3 separate regions of the Mus musculus genome follow, and regions 1 and 3 are each linked to region 2. Evidence: chromatin contacts called from public HiChIP or PLAC-seq and Micro-C data. All regions are on one chromosome and are shown on one strand. The core of a region is the stretch at or near the end of the contact, and the rest is flanking DNA. Distances in the headings are between cores, read along the strand shown.

Region 1 (3,877 bases), core at 1,217-3,716, 230 kb after region 2:
CATCAGAAAGGGAAAAGTTTGCTCAAACTCTCCAGGAGGTAAGCCAAAACTGTGTCCCATCGATATCCTGGAGGAAGCTGTAATATCTAAATTAATGTCCCAGGTAAAGCTGGGACTCTACCAAGGGCAAAGAACAGGAAATGACTACAAGTACCTGAAGTTTCAGTTGCAGAAGCAAGATGCAGGCTGCGTGAGGTTGCAAACTCCGGTGTGAACGCACTTTGGAGAGGGCAGAGAGGAACATGCTCACTGGCCTCAGCACCTGATTCTGTCCTAACAACTGTCTCACACCTGACTTCTGACCCACACTGGGTGTCTCTCCTCTCTGTTCCCCTCCATGCCAACACTCCCTACCCAGGCCAGGTTCCAGAATCTTCTTCCCTTCCCTTTCCCCTGCTCTGCCATCCTTCTGCCCCCGAAGAGAGGAAATGCTGATGTGGGTAAGTAAAGAAAGAGGAATTTGTACTAGACAATCTGAGCTGCAGTTAAGACATTTTAAAGGGTTGTTCCCCTCCATCTCTCTGCATGCATATGTGAATGTCTATACCTGTCCCGTTTTTCTTTCCCCTCCCATGACTCTACTTTTTCCTGGTGGTTTTCCTCAGGGACACCCTGATTCAGAAAGAATCTATGTTGTCCTTTGTCTCACGCTGCCTCTCAGTACAGTGGTGGCCAAAACTTGGCAAGAACTGGTGCCTTGAGCCTTGCATCCATTTCAGCCAAGCCAAATTTCAAAATCTGAGCGCTAGGTGGAATTCTGATGAATATAATAGCGCTGCTGCTCGGTCACTAAGGTTTAGAATAGTTATTCATGTAACGAAGATCAACCAACCAAATGTTTTCTTATATGCCCCAGTACAGGGGAACGCCAGGGCCAAAAAGGGGCAGTGGGTGGGTAGGGGATTGATGGGGTGGGTATGGGGGACCTTTGGGATAGCATTGAAAATGTAAACGAGGAAAATACCTAATTAAAAAAAAATTCGTTAAAAAAAAAAAAAGTCAGCCTTCCCCAACAACCAAACAATGAGATGCTAAGGTATGACAGTTAGGTGTGGGTCTGGATGCAAACAAGTCAGAGAGGCAGCAAGGACTCTAATGACCAAAGACTCTGCCTGTGCACAGGGCCTTTGCAGGGCCTGCTCTGCCTCCAGGAAGTCATCCACAGTCTGAGTCTGAAGGAGCTAGCACTGAAGATATCACTTCCCTGTTCTGGGATTGGGACTGAGGAAGCAGACTGTGCCCTTGTGGAACTCAAAGTTTAGATCCCAGGCCAAATGCCACCACCTCAGCTGTTGGCTCCGGTATGATACAGGATCAGCAAGACAGAGGCAATGAAGAGACACAGACAGCCACAATACAGTATTCTGAGGTATTCTGGTATTCTGTCTGTACTTCACAACTTCACCAAGTGTGTCTGCAGAAATATTATCAGAAAGGTATGGTCTTAAACTCACCATAGGTCACGAATGGAGAGAACATACAAAAGGCCACTAGAGAACTCTGAACAAGTTTTGTGTTTTCTGTAACTAAGTCATCGCATCAGTAGACGAGCTGGCTACTTGTCAATGCTCCCTCTTCTTTCCCGTAGGTCCACAGCTACTTTATACTTCAGCCTCCTTCTCTATAATAGCACCATGTGACTGAGTTTTGGCCAATGGAATAAGGGCAAATATAACATAGTCCAGCCTATGTCTGGTCCATTCAAACCTTCATGATCTTCTCCACTCTCTGTGTTGTTCCTATTGAAAAAGCTGAATAGAAAAAAAAAATCTCCTTTGATGGGCTTTGTAGGGGCAAGAATTAACCTTCTCCTTAGTTAAATAATAGTATATATCTATAATATTATACTATAATATAAATAAATAGTATTAAATAACTGGGATTTGGTGGTATATCTGATTATAGCCACTAGCATTATTTGCTTCAATAATACAAGCATACACCTTTCAATCTAATGGTTACTATTTTAATGGTTCTCAAGCACACTGAAGTTTACAGGCCAAGCAATTGTGACAGAGTGTAGTGAATGTAGGGTGATTCTCAGAAAGATGACACTTAAGATCCAGGGCTGAAAGGATGTGTCTCATTAACACACAACCAAGTTCAAGATGGGAGACAGAGAAATGGCAAGATTCCAGAATACACTGGTAAGGCTCTATCTGTGGTTGCATAGTGCCAAGAACCTGCACAAAGTAAACATGTTGAGTTGGATTAAAGGTGCTAAGAATGCAAAGAAAGTGGCAGCATCATGTGTGTCCAACATGGAGCACAGAACTGGATGACAGCCACTATCTTCCTGATGGACACTCAAAAACGCACGGTAGAGTTGGATCACTCCATTAACATCAGCAGCCATTACACACTTCCTTCTGCCAAAGACAAAGTGCCCGGCCCATTCTTCCCCATCCTGCTGGTGACTTCATCTTTCAGAGGTACAGGAAACCACCTGTTATATGTCCTGGGTCTGATTCTGCAAAGCAAGAATGTGGTTGGTGATCGGATGTCACAGGAAGTGACTGTGTCCCTTGGAGACTGCTGCAGAAGAAAGAAACCTGTAAAGTGTTGGTCACACAAGTGTGGACTTAGTTATTTCAGAGAAAAGTTAAATATGGCTGGATATTCTGAAGATCACTGAAGGTTTCAGCGGTTTTTAAAGTATGAAATTCTGGGTATCCTATTTATGACAAGATATGTGGAAAAACATTTGAAGACATCAGTGATTCTTCACAAAAGCCCTACATTACTTAGACTTAAAAGCTCCTGGTGAAGAAGGAAAGGAGGGGAGGAAGGAGGAAAGGAGGGAGAGAAGGAAGGAGGGGAGGAGAGAGGGGATGAGGGAGGGAGATGCACAAAATCAAGAATCAATACCAAAAGTAAAGGCTTGGGAGAGTACAAAGGGCCCATGTTTTTCTGAATTCTGTAAAAATTATATCAGAAAATCAAAATTTTCAAAGTTACTCCACAGATTCTAAGGGCAACTAATGCTCAACTCAGTGGTGTTTCTGTTATCTTGATTACTTCTCAGAAGGTGGATGCATTGTTATATGGGACAAGTTAGTGTCATCTCAGCAGGTGACAAAAACAGATACTCTGCTTCTGCTTCCAGAGTTTCCATCATAAAAATGAAACATGGAGCTTGGGATGAGGGAGTTCACATGATTATAAGGAAGAAAGAGCCAGAGGAGAGGTTTTTGGGTTTCCTGGTGTGTGTTTGTTTTGTTGGTTGGGTTGGGTTGGAGGTGTTTTGTTGTTCTGGCTTTTGTTTTCTGAACTAGAGACAGAGCATGGAACCCAGGGCCTCGTACTTTACCACTGAGTCAAATTAATGTTTGGGCTCAAAACTAGTTCAAGAAAGTGGACCAGCACATACTTGGCAATATCTTCCCTAGATCCCACTAAAATACAATAATAAGTGTCTAGAAATATAGTCCAAGTAAATACTTGGGTCCTACATTATAGCTTCAAAATAGTGCTTGCTCATTGAAAACCTTCTGGTTGGGAGTGCATTCCCCTGGGCCCATGATAGACTCTTTCCCATCACCATCTGTGTTCTCTGCCTTCAGGAAATCAATTCCCTCCTCCATTCTCCCCTCCTCTGACTCCTTCTCCTCTTGTCTTTGCCACCTCTTTCCCCCTTTCTTCCTTGTTTATATGTTTTTCAGTTCCCTTTCATTCTACTCTGTCTCTGATTTCCTATACCACTCTAAATAATAATAAATAAACAAGATGATGATGATGATGGTGATACAAGAACAAAGGAAATCCTCCCAAAGCTGAGGCATGGTCATTCTTCCTTAAGAACCAAACTTAAGAGTAGCAGGTAGCAGAAGCACCATCGGGTGGGGCACCGCCAGTAACTAGGACAGTGTGGTAGACA
Region 2 (3,841 bases), core at 649-3,148:
CAGTAGCCCTCTTAGACCCTTATCTCTTTGCCTAACATAGAAGTAGAATGTTATATCAACAAAAAAAAAAAAAAAAAAAAAAAGAACACAGGTTTTAGAATCTTGTGACTGGGCACTAGAAGAATGACTTCAACATTTCATACTTGAGTGATCTGGGTAAGTTACTTAGCTTATCTGAGCCCATTTCTAACATATGATTTTGAGATATTTAAGCCGATCCTGGGGAAATTGTGAAGTCAAATGAAATCATTGGTGCAAAAATCTTCACCTAGTGTCAAATATGCCTATTGCCAAATATACTCAAGCAAGTATGCATTGGCTTCCTAATTGATAACACTGATAAACACAGGCCATTTGCAGCCTTACATAACCTCAGCCTGGTCCAGTCCTGTTTAGAGTCTTCTTGCTGACCATGATTCTTCCAAGCCCCTGGCACTGTCAAGTGTGTCACTAATAAGTGTCATTTGGGTGCCAGATGGGCCTGCCTGTAGGTGCTTCTTTGGGCTGAATGCTTTTCTTTTAGCTCGATCTTTTGCTTGTTATGAGTCATTGGAACCTTAGCCTGGCACCTCAAGTTTTGACAGTAATATATTCTTGTAGATAATTTGTAAAGTATAGAGAATGCAAGGCAGAGGCAATAACACACACTTTTGACAGCTAAAAGCATCCAAAGGGATGTCTATTCAAACACTCTAATGCCCCAAATGAGCAAAATGAAGTGGAAAGGTACAAAGACAGCCCCCACCCACCTACATCACTATTTCCTATGCCAACCAGGCTGTCACTCAGGACTCACAGATGCTGGCTGCCATCACTCAAGCCACAGTCCTGGCTCTACCCTGAGCCTCATGACTCTAGTATAGCACCTACATGTCCAAAGACTGAAGTGCTACCAGACCCTAGTCTCCAAAGCATGTTCCTCCTGTGACAAGCATCAAATTTTAAGAAGCAAAAGAGCTTTGAGGATGTCCTATGGGATCCTTCCAAGGAAAGGTTCCAGTCCCTCCCTCTAAGAAGCTTACTACTCAATGGGGAGAATAAAGACTGACAGAGTCACGGGAAGCTCCAAAAGGATCCTGGAGTGAGGTACAACTCCAACCACTGCAGCAGAAAGCACTGAAGCCTTTCAGGGATGGTAACGTGTGCATTGGGCATAAAGGGTCATGAAGTTTTCCAAAGAGAGAGAGAGAAGCGTTCCAAAGCACAAAGGCAGGTACATAGAAGAAGCATGGTGCAGACTGGTGCATAGCATGTCTCGCTGGGGACAGAGAGTGGTTATCAGCCATAACAAAGCCCATGTGGCAAAAAGGAAGAAAAGATAAGACACAACACTGAATTAGCAGATTACAGGTAGATTAGGAAAGTCTACCAAGCTGTGTTAAGAAGGGAAAGCTTTTCCCTCTGTAGTATGGGGAGCCATCAAAAGTGCAAAGAGAAAGGAAAACAGCTGAGTTTAGAAATGACTAAGTGGAAGGAAGACAGGAGGGGTCAGAGAGGCCAGTTAAGTGATCTCTGCAATGGCCAGAAAGCAAAACAGGACCATCAGAATGCAGATGTGAAGACAAGGAAGGAGAGAACTTCTGGAGTGGCCATCAGACCATCAGAGGGCACTGGTAATCAGACATGACCATATCTCTAAGAGCTGGGAACACAGATACCTCTGGAGCTGTTCTGAGTCGAAAACGAAGATGACAAAGAATAAAAGAGTCTATCTGTTAACAAGTGTCTTCCAGGGGGAGCAGTCCATTCTCCACGCACCAGTTCATCTTGCAACTAAGACTCAGCAGACCAGTGCCCCATGGGCTATCCCCAAAAGCTCTGCATGCCGATTTACACAGGCAATAAATTCAGAAAAACACCAGAGGGCACAATAATCACTAAATGGCACATGGGAACTCTCAATTAGACCAACCCTTCCGATCTGGTTTCCTCCTGGGCTGAGTTCAGGGGTAAGAAGGAGGACACACTCCTCTGTACCATGTGATAGAAACCAGTCTAAACCAGTGACAGTCTTCTAGATTTGAGGTCAAACCCAAAGGCCGCTGCCCTACTCAAAGAGAATCTCTCTAGAATGCAGCTTCACTCTCTCTCTGGCCAAAGTCTCCCCTTCAGTCCAGTGGAAGTGTGCCCAGAATGTTCTAACAGGAAATGCCAAGAGTGCTTTCTGCAGTAGCTACCTGAGAAACACATGGATCCAAGTTTTTAAACAAAGAAAAGGTGAAGAGGTAAGAAAAGGCAGACAGCTAATAAACTATAATTATTATATGGTAGTATTATCTGGAATGTATAAATATGAACTTAAATGATATGTATGGATCTCTGGGATTTAACCACAAAAACAACAAAACAATAAAAGCAATATATGTGTCATTGATTTAAATATATATTTATATGATAATCAATGTAAACTTATATACATATAAATAATATGAATAATGGTTTTGAGATTATATACAGGTAGTAAAAGTATATAATAACACAGGGCTGTAAGCCAAGGACACTCCCAAAATCATGTGGCTAATTAGCTGGCTTCTCAGGCTTCCTCCTAATTGACACTCCCTAATAGCAAAAGCTGTACAAAGAAGGTTTTAGACTTTGGAAATAGTTCAGTCAGTCAAGTACTTGCTGCATAAGAATGAGGGTCTGAGTTCAATACCCAGCAAGCAAAGAGCCTGCCATCAGGGCTGGAGAGATGGATGACTCAGCAGTTAAGAACACTGGCTGATCTTCCAGAGGACTCAGGTTTGATTTCCAATGTCCACATGGTGGCTGACAACTATCTATAACTCCAGTTCCAGAGGATCCAATGCACTCTTCTGGCCTCTTTGGACACAGCACATACATGGTGCAGAGACATACATACAGGCAAAATACCCATACTGTAAAATAAAGGAAACTAAAAATAAAGGAAAAGAAACATTTTTAAACAAGTTATATGAGGATATGCCTATAATCCCAAAACTATACAAAGATAGGTGAACCCCTGAGACTTGCTGGTCAGCCAGCCTAGCTGAATCTATGAGGCTCCAGTCCATGTAAGAAACCTTGTCTCAAAAGACAATGACATAGGAGGTTAACCTCTGGAATACACACACACACACACACACACACACACACACACACACACACATGCTCTCACACACTTATACATACACTCACACACACACTCTCACATGTATATACACATATACAAGCACACTGACACACACACATATACACTCTCACACATAATACACACATACACATTCTCACATATACACACTCACACATATTCACAGAAGATTTCGTCAGTCTCTCCTGATAATATGATATGATCCAACATATCAGAGAAGTCATAATCTTCTCTGGTATGTTGGATCTCTACAGTCAAAATCTATATGAAGTTTTGTTTAAATAAATTTTATGGGAGCAGAACTGCTTGAAATAATCACATGCATCCTATCAGATTACCACAGTCTAAGGTTGGTCTTTGATAACAACATAAACAATAGAAAGCCCACATGCACATGGAAGCTGAACAACACTCTACTCAATGATAACTTGGTCAAGGAAGAAATAAAGAAATTTCTCTTAATTAAACTATTTGAGCATATAATCTCTACCTGTGTTTATAATGACAGCACATTCCACCTATGCAACACTCTTAGTCACAGTGTCAAAAATAGGGACAAGAAAAAAAATGATATGAGTTAATTAAATGAGTAATGCATTTTATAGCTCAACTATAAGCCTATAGATTCTATATGATTCCATAGACAGAATTTTTCTGAGAATTACTATAATATAAAGGCAGAAGGAAGGAAGGAAGGAAGGAAGGAAGGAAGGAAGGAAGGGAGGGAGG
Region 3 (3,716 bases), core at 52-2,551, 160 kb after region 2:
GTGGCAAATTGAAGATGACTGGTGGGAAGTTAGCTAAGATCCTGCCTCCCTCTGCAAAGGTCCCGAAAGGAACCTGGGTGTTCCTTTCCAGTGGCTTTATACACAAAACTTTTTGGGAACAAAACCCATCTTGGGTGCACAGATAAGAAAACAAGGCGACTGTTTTCTAAGAGTCTCACATCCAGCCTGAGTACTTATCAAACAGGAAGCTTTCAGAGGCTACTATCACAGGGCCAGCTGTTGTAGGGGCTTGGAATCAGATGTCCCTCACTTGTTTGCAGCCATCACATGATAGAGCTAGAAGGACATTGTTCCTAATAAAGAAATTTTCAAATTTATATTACTGTCTTTAGATCCACGGTGTCTGACACATAACAGGTATAGCACACAATAAATGTTTGCTTTTAAACGTCGCCATTTTCTCTTTGTGAAAGACACACTTGAATTTAACTTCTAGTGGATCCCATCTCAAACTACTCAATATAAAGTATTCTACCTTGGTAGTTCTCGCTCCAGAATTCTAGGAGTAGGACTGTAGTACAAAAGAGCGATTATAGAGCAGAAAAGTAAACTTTTTTGATTGAGCTAGTGGGAGAAAATCAACATTGTTTGAAATTTGTATTGCTGTTTGGTGGTCGTGGGGTTCTTCACAGCTTTTTAATATTCCCTAACTCAAAGATGGTAAAGTATGAAAGACAGACAACATACCGACTCACAAAGGGTGCGACCTTTGTGGGGAGATGCCCCTGGTCTCAGTGGCTAGCCACCAGCCAGAGAAACCTGAGTGCTAGGCCTTTAGGTATTGCTCCATCCCACCGTGCCTTCACACTTCGGATGGAAACACAGGTATCAGAGATTCTCAGTGCCTCGTTCTTTTCTGTCGCCTCATAACTCTGTGGATGGAAATTTTATTACCCCATTTCACAGCTGTGATAACTGGCTCAGAGGGGTGAAGCAATTTGTATAATATCACAGAGGTGCTGATCAGCAGCTCTGAGTCCCAACCGGCTTCTCTGGGCTCTTGGATAACTAATGTGTGTTTTCTAGTAAAAAATCTTAGCCTCTTGTAAAAGTCCAAGAAGCTTCGTAACTAAGAGAGGTAATGGCCTGCACAGTTTGTACTTCTGATACAAACCAAACCACGGCTGAAAGAGACAAAGCCGGAGCCAAAAACAATGATTCACTGCCTACCTTGTGAAAGACACTAGTAATTCTGGGTCAAAGTCTAATGAACGGATGTGCGCATAGCAATTAGCTGTGCGGGCACCCTGGCTAGCAATCTTGGCAGAACAGCTCTGATTGTCATAGTAACTGGACTCTTCTCTGCCCTGCAGGAGAATTCCACGTGGCTGATGCAGGATAGAGCAGCCTATCAAGGGCTCCCCTTTCTCCCTGAAGCTGGAATTCTGCCCCTTAACACTTCCTGCAAGAAATAATTCAGGGAGGGTCAGATGGGATGACAAATACAGGGACATCACTGGTCAATCATTTCAACCACTGTGAAATGTCTGATAACAGCTCACAATGCCAAAAACGGTGAGGAAGTTGACTCAGCCAGTCAAGTGTTTGCCATATATGAGGACCTGAGTTCGAGCCCCCAGAACCCATGTAAGACCACATACTTATGGGAGGTGGAAATAGGCAGGTCCCTGGGGCTTACTGGCCAACCAGCTTAGCCAAAACAGCAAGCTCAGGGTTCAGTACAAGACTCTGTATCAAATTAAAAAAAAAAAAAGTAGGTGGTGATTGAAAACAACTGACATTCACCTCAAATTTCCATATCCATGTTCACACACATGCATATACATACCTACATGTACACACGCACACACACACACACACCTTAAAACGGACCAGGTAAAATCAACTCTGTTCATTTCCTTCTCTCCACTAAGAAGACTCATCACTTATAACCAAGGAGAGTAATATCAGTGAAACCTCCAACACGTCCCATTACTACACTGCTTCAGTTCAAAACCTTAAAGAACGGGACAAAGCATTATTACCCTAATTAGCAGTCTCCTTGAGTCACCTACTGTATATATATGTCTAAGAAGACAAGAGGTAGGAAACAAAAATTGACAGAATGACTAATACAAGCTGAGCATTTTATTTCAATCGCACAACTCTAAGCTCTATGTATCACCTCGATTTTGTAAGAAGCAAACCAGGGTTCAGAGAAAAAAACCAGCCCTCTGTCTCACAGACAGTGTGGCTTCAAAGCCAGGCCTCTCCAACTCTAAAACCTTCGGTCTTTTTGTTCTCAAAGTTCACTTGCATTTACTTTGTTCCAAATGCATCTACATTTAGAATCACTGTGTGTTACAGTCAGCATTCCATGACTATGATAAACTACCTGAGGTCATTAATTTTTTTTTTAAAAGAAAGGGTTTGAGGGATGGAGAGATGACTCAGTGGTTATGAGGAGTTGCTGTTCTTGCAGAGTTCCCAGCACCCATACAACAGATCAAAACTATTTGTAATGCCAGTTCTGGGGAAGCTGACACCCTCTTCTACTCTCCATTGTCCTAGGCAGGCACATGATGCACATGGAAGCATGCAAGCAAAATGCTCAGACACACAAAATAAAAATAAATAAACTTCCTTTTTAAATAAAGATTTATTTATTTATTTATTTATTTATTATATGTAAGTACACTGTAGCTGTCTTCAGACACCCTAGAAAAGGGAATCAGATCTCATTACAGATGGTTGTGAGTCACCATGTGGTTGCTGGGATTTGAACTCAGGACCATCGTAAGAGCAGTTAGTGCTCTTAACCACCAAGCCATCTTTCCAGCCCAAATTTCTATTTTAAAAACAGGAAAAAATTTGAGTTTGTCTCACACTTTTGGAGGTTTTATCATTGATTTGGCCTACTGCTTTGGGGTCTGTGGTAAAACAGGGGCATACGCAAAACCCACCACCTCCTGGAAAGAAAGAGAGAGGGAAGGGGGCCAAGGGTCTCAGTATTCCCTCAAGGGCATTCCCCCTGTGACCAGAAGAACTCACACTAGGCTCCACTTAAAGACTCTCCCTCAGTCTCCTCCCAATAGCACCATGGATTGGCAACCAAGCCTTTCACACAGTTGCCTGATGAGGACCCTTACCAAACCCCTAACAGCTGTCAATACATAAATTTAAAAACAAACAAACAAACTGAAGTTTACAGTGATGGGGACCCAAGTAATTAGAATCTTGAATTCAGTTCCCCCTCTCCCATCTCTATACCCTGTCAGCCACCGTCATGTTATTGATGTAGGTCAGATAAGCAAATAGTGACAAAGCGTAGGCTTTATGATAGATTGACCCTCGAGCTGCATCAAAAGGTGAGCTAGTTCACTCACTAGGTTTATCCCTAAGTTATTCCATTATGCTGCTGTAAGAGAGATGGCTGATCCAAGTTCCCTGGCATTGTGAGATTCTAAATCATTGAAGAGAGAGTCAGTGATGGTCACAATATCCGGCTTATGAAGGGGAATGTGCTGATGGATCTGCAAGAGTTCTTGGTGAAAAGCTAAATTGTTTTTAAGTTTTAAAATTTGCTTTGTGTGTGAGCTTGCAGTGGCCACATAGCAAACTCTTTTACACCATTTCCTGAGTATGTATTAACCCTCACAGTTAAGCACATTTTGTAGAAATTCCCGTTTCTTTCAGGCTCAGATACATAAATGTGGTGCTGTGAATGATGGAACAAAGTTCAAAGGCTCGACTCT

What was found. Hi-C and Micro-C count contacts between places; a contact is called where the count stands out from the background. HiChIP or PLAC-seq counts read pairs in DNA pulled down with a chosen protein or histone mark.
Region 1: a BATF HiChIP or PLAC-seq map of CD8 T cells shows a contact between it and region 2, with 6 read pairs. The contact joins two enhancer-like sites. A contact is called at or near these places in 2 of 15 datasets of contacts at CTCF or cohesin (the NIH/3T3 cell line and large pre-B cells), 1 of 484 Hi-C or Micro-C datasets (bone marrow-derived macrophages) and 2 of 115 datasets of contacts at active chromatin or transcription factors (CD8 T cells and cardiomyocytes).
Region 3: a Micro-C map of muscle stem cells shows a contact between it and region 2, with 6 times the contacts expected there. The contact joins two enhancer-like sites. A contact is called at or near these places in 1 of 15 datasets of contacts at CTCF or cohesin (CD8 T cells), 4 of 484 Hi-C or Micro-C datasets (CD4 T cells, the N1E-115 cell line, muscle stem cells and 1 more) and 5 of 115 datasets of contacts at active chromatin or transcription factors (the HPC-7 cell line, fibro-adipogenic progenitors, large pre-B cells and 2 more).

What each region holds. Positions count from the first base shown.
Region 1 is chr3:109,235,695-109,239,571 of GRCm38.p6, reverse strand. No RefSeq gene overlaps it. Among named protein-coding and RNA genes, the nearest start is that of Vav3, 100 kb to the left of the region's middle. Within about 2 kb of position 2,466, at least 15 of the 459 cell types and tissues checked have an H3K27ac peak or open chromatin away from gene starts, as enhancers often do. A contact at or near this core is called in CD8 T cells and bone marrow-derived macrophages, where this site is marked.
Region 2 is chr3:109,465,593-109,469,433 of GRCm38.p6, reverse strand. All of the region lies in intron 2 of Vav3 (vav 3 oncogene), which reads right to left. Among named protein-coding and RNA genes, the nearest start is that of Vav3, 130 kb to the right of the region's middle. Within about 2 kb of position 1,898, at least 35 of the 459 cell types and tissues checked have an H3K27ac peak or open chromatin away from gene starts, as enhancers often do. A contact at or near this core is called in CD8 T cells, bone marrow-derived macrophages and muscle stem cells, where this site is marked.
Region 3 is chr3:109,305,161-109,308,876 of GRCm38.p6, reverse strand. No RefSeq gene overlaps it. Among named protein-coding and RNA genes, the nearest start is that of Vav3, 34 kb to the left of the region's middle. Within about 2 kb of position 1,301, at least 43 of the 459 cell types and tissues checked have an H3K27ac peak or open chromatin away from gene starts, as enhancers often do. A contact at or near this core is called in muscle stem cells, where this site is marked.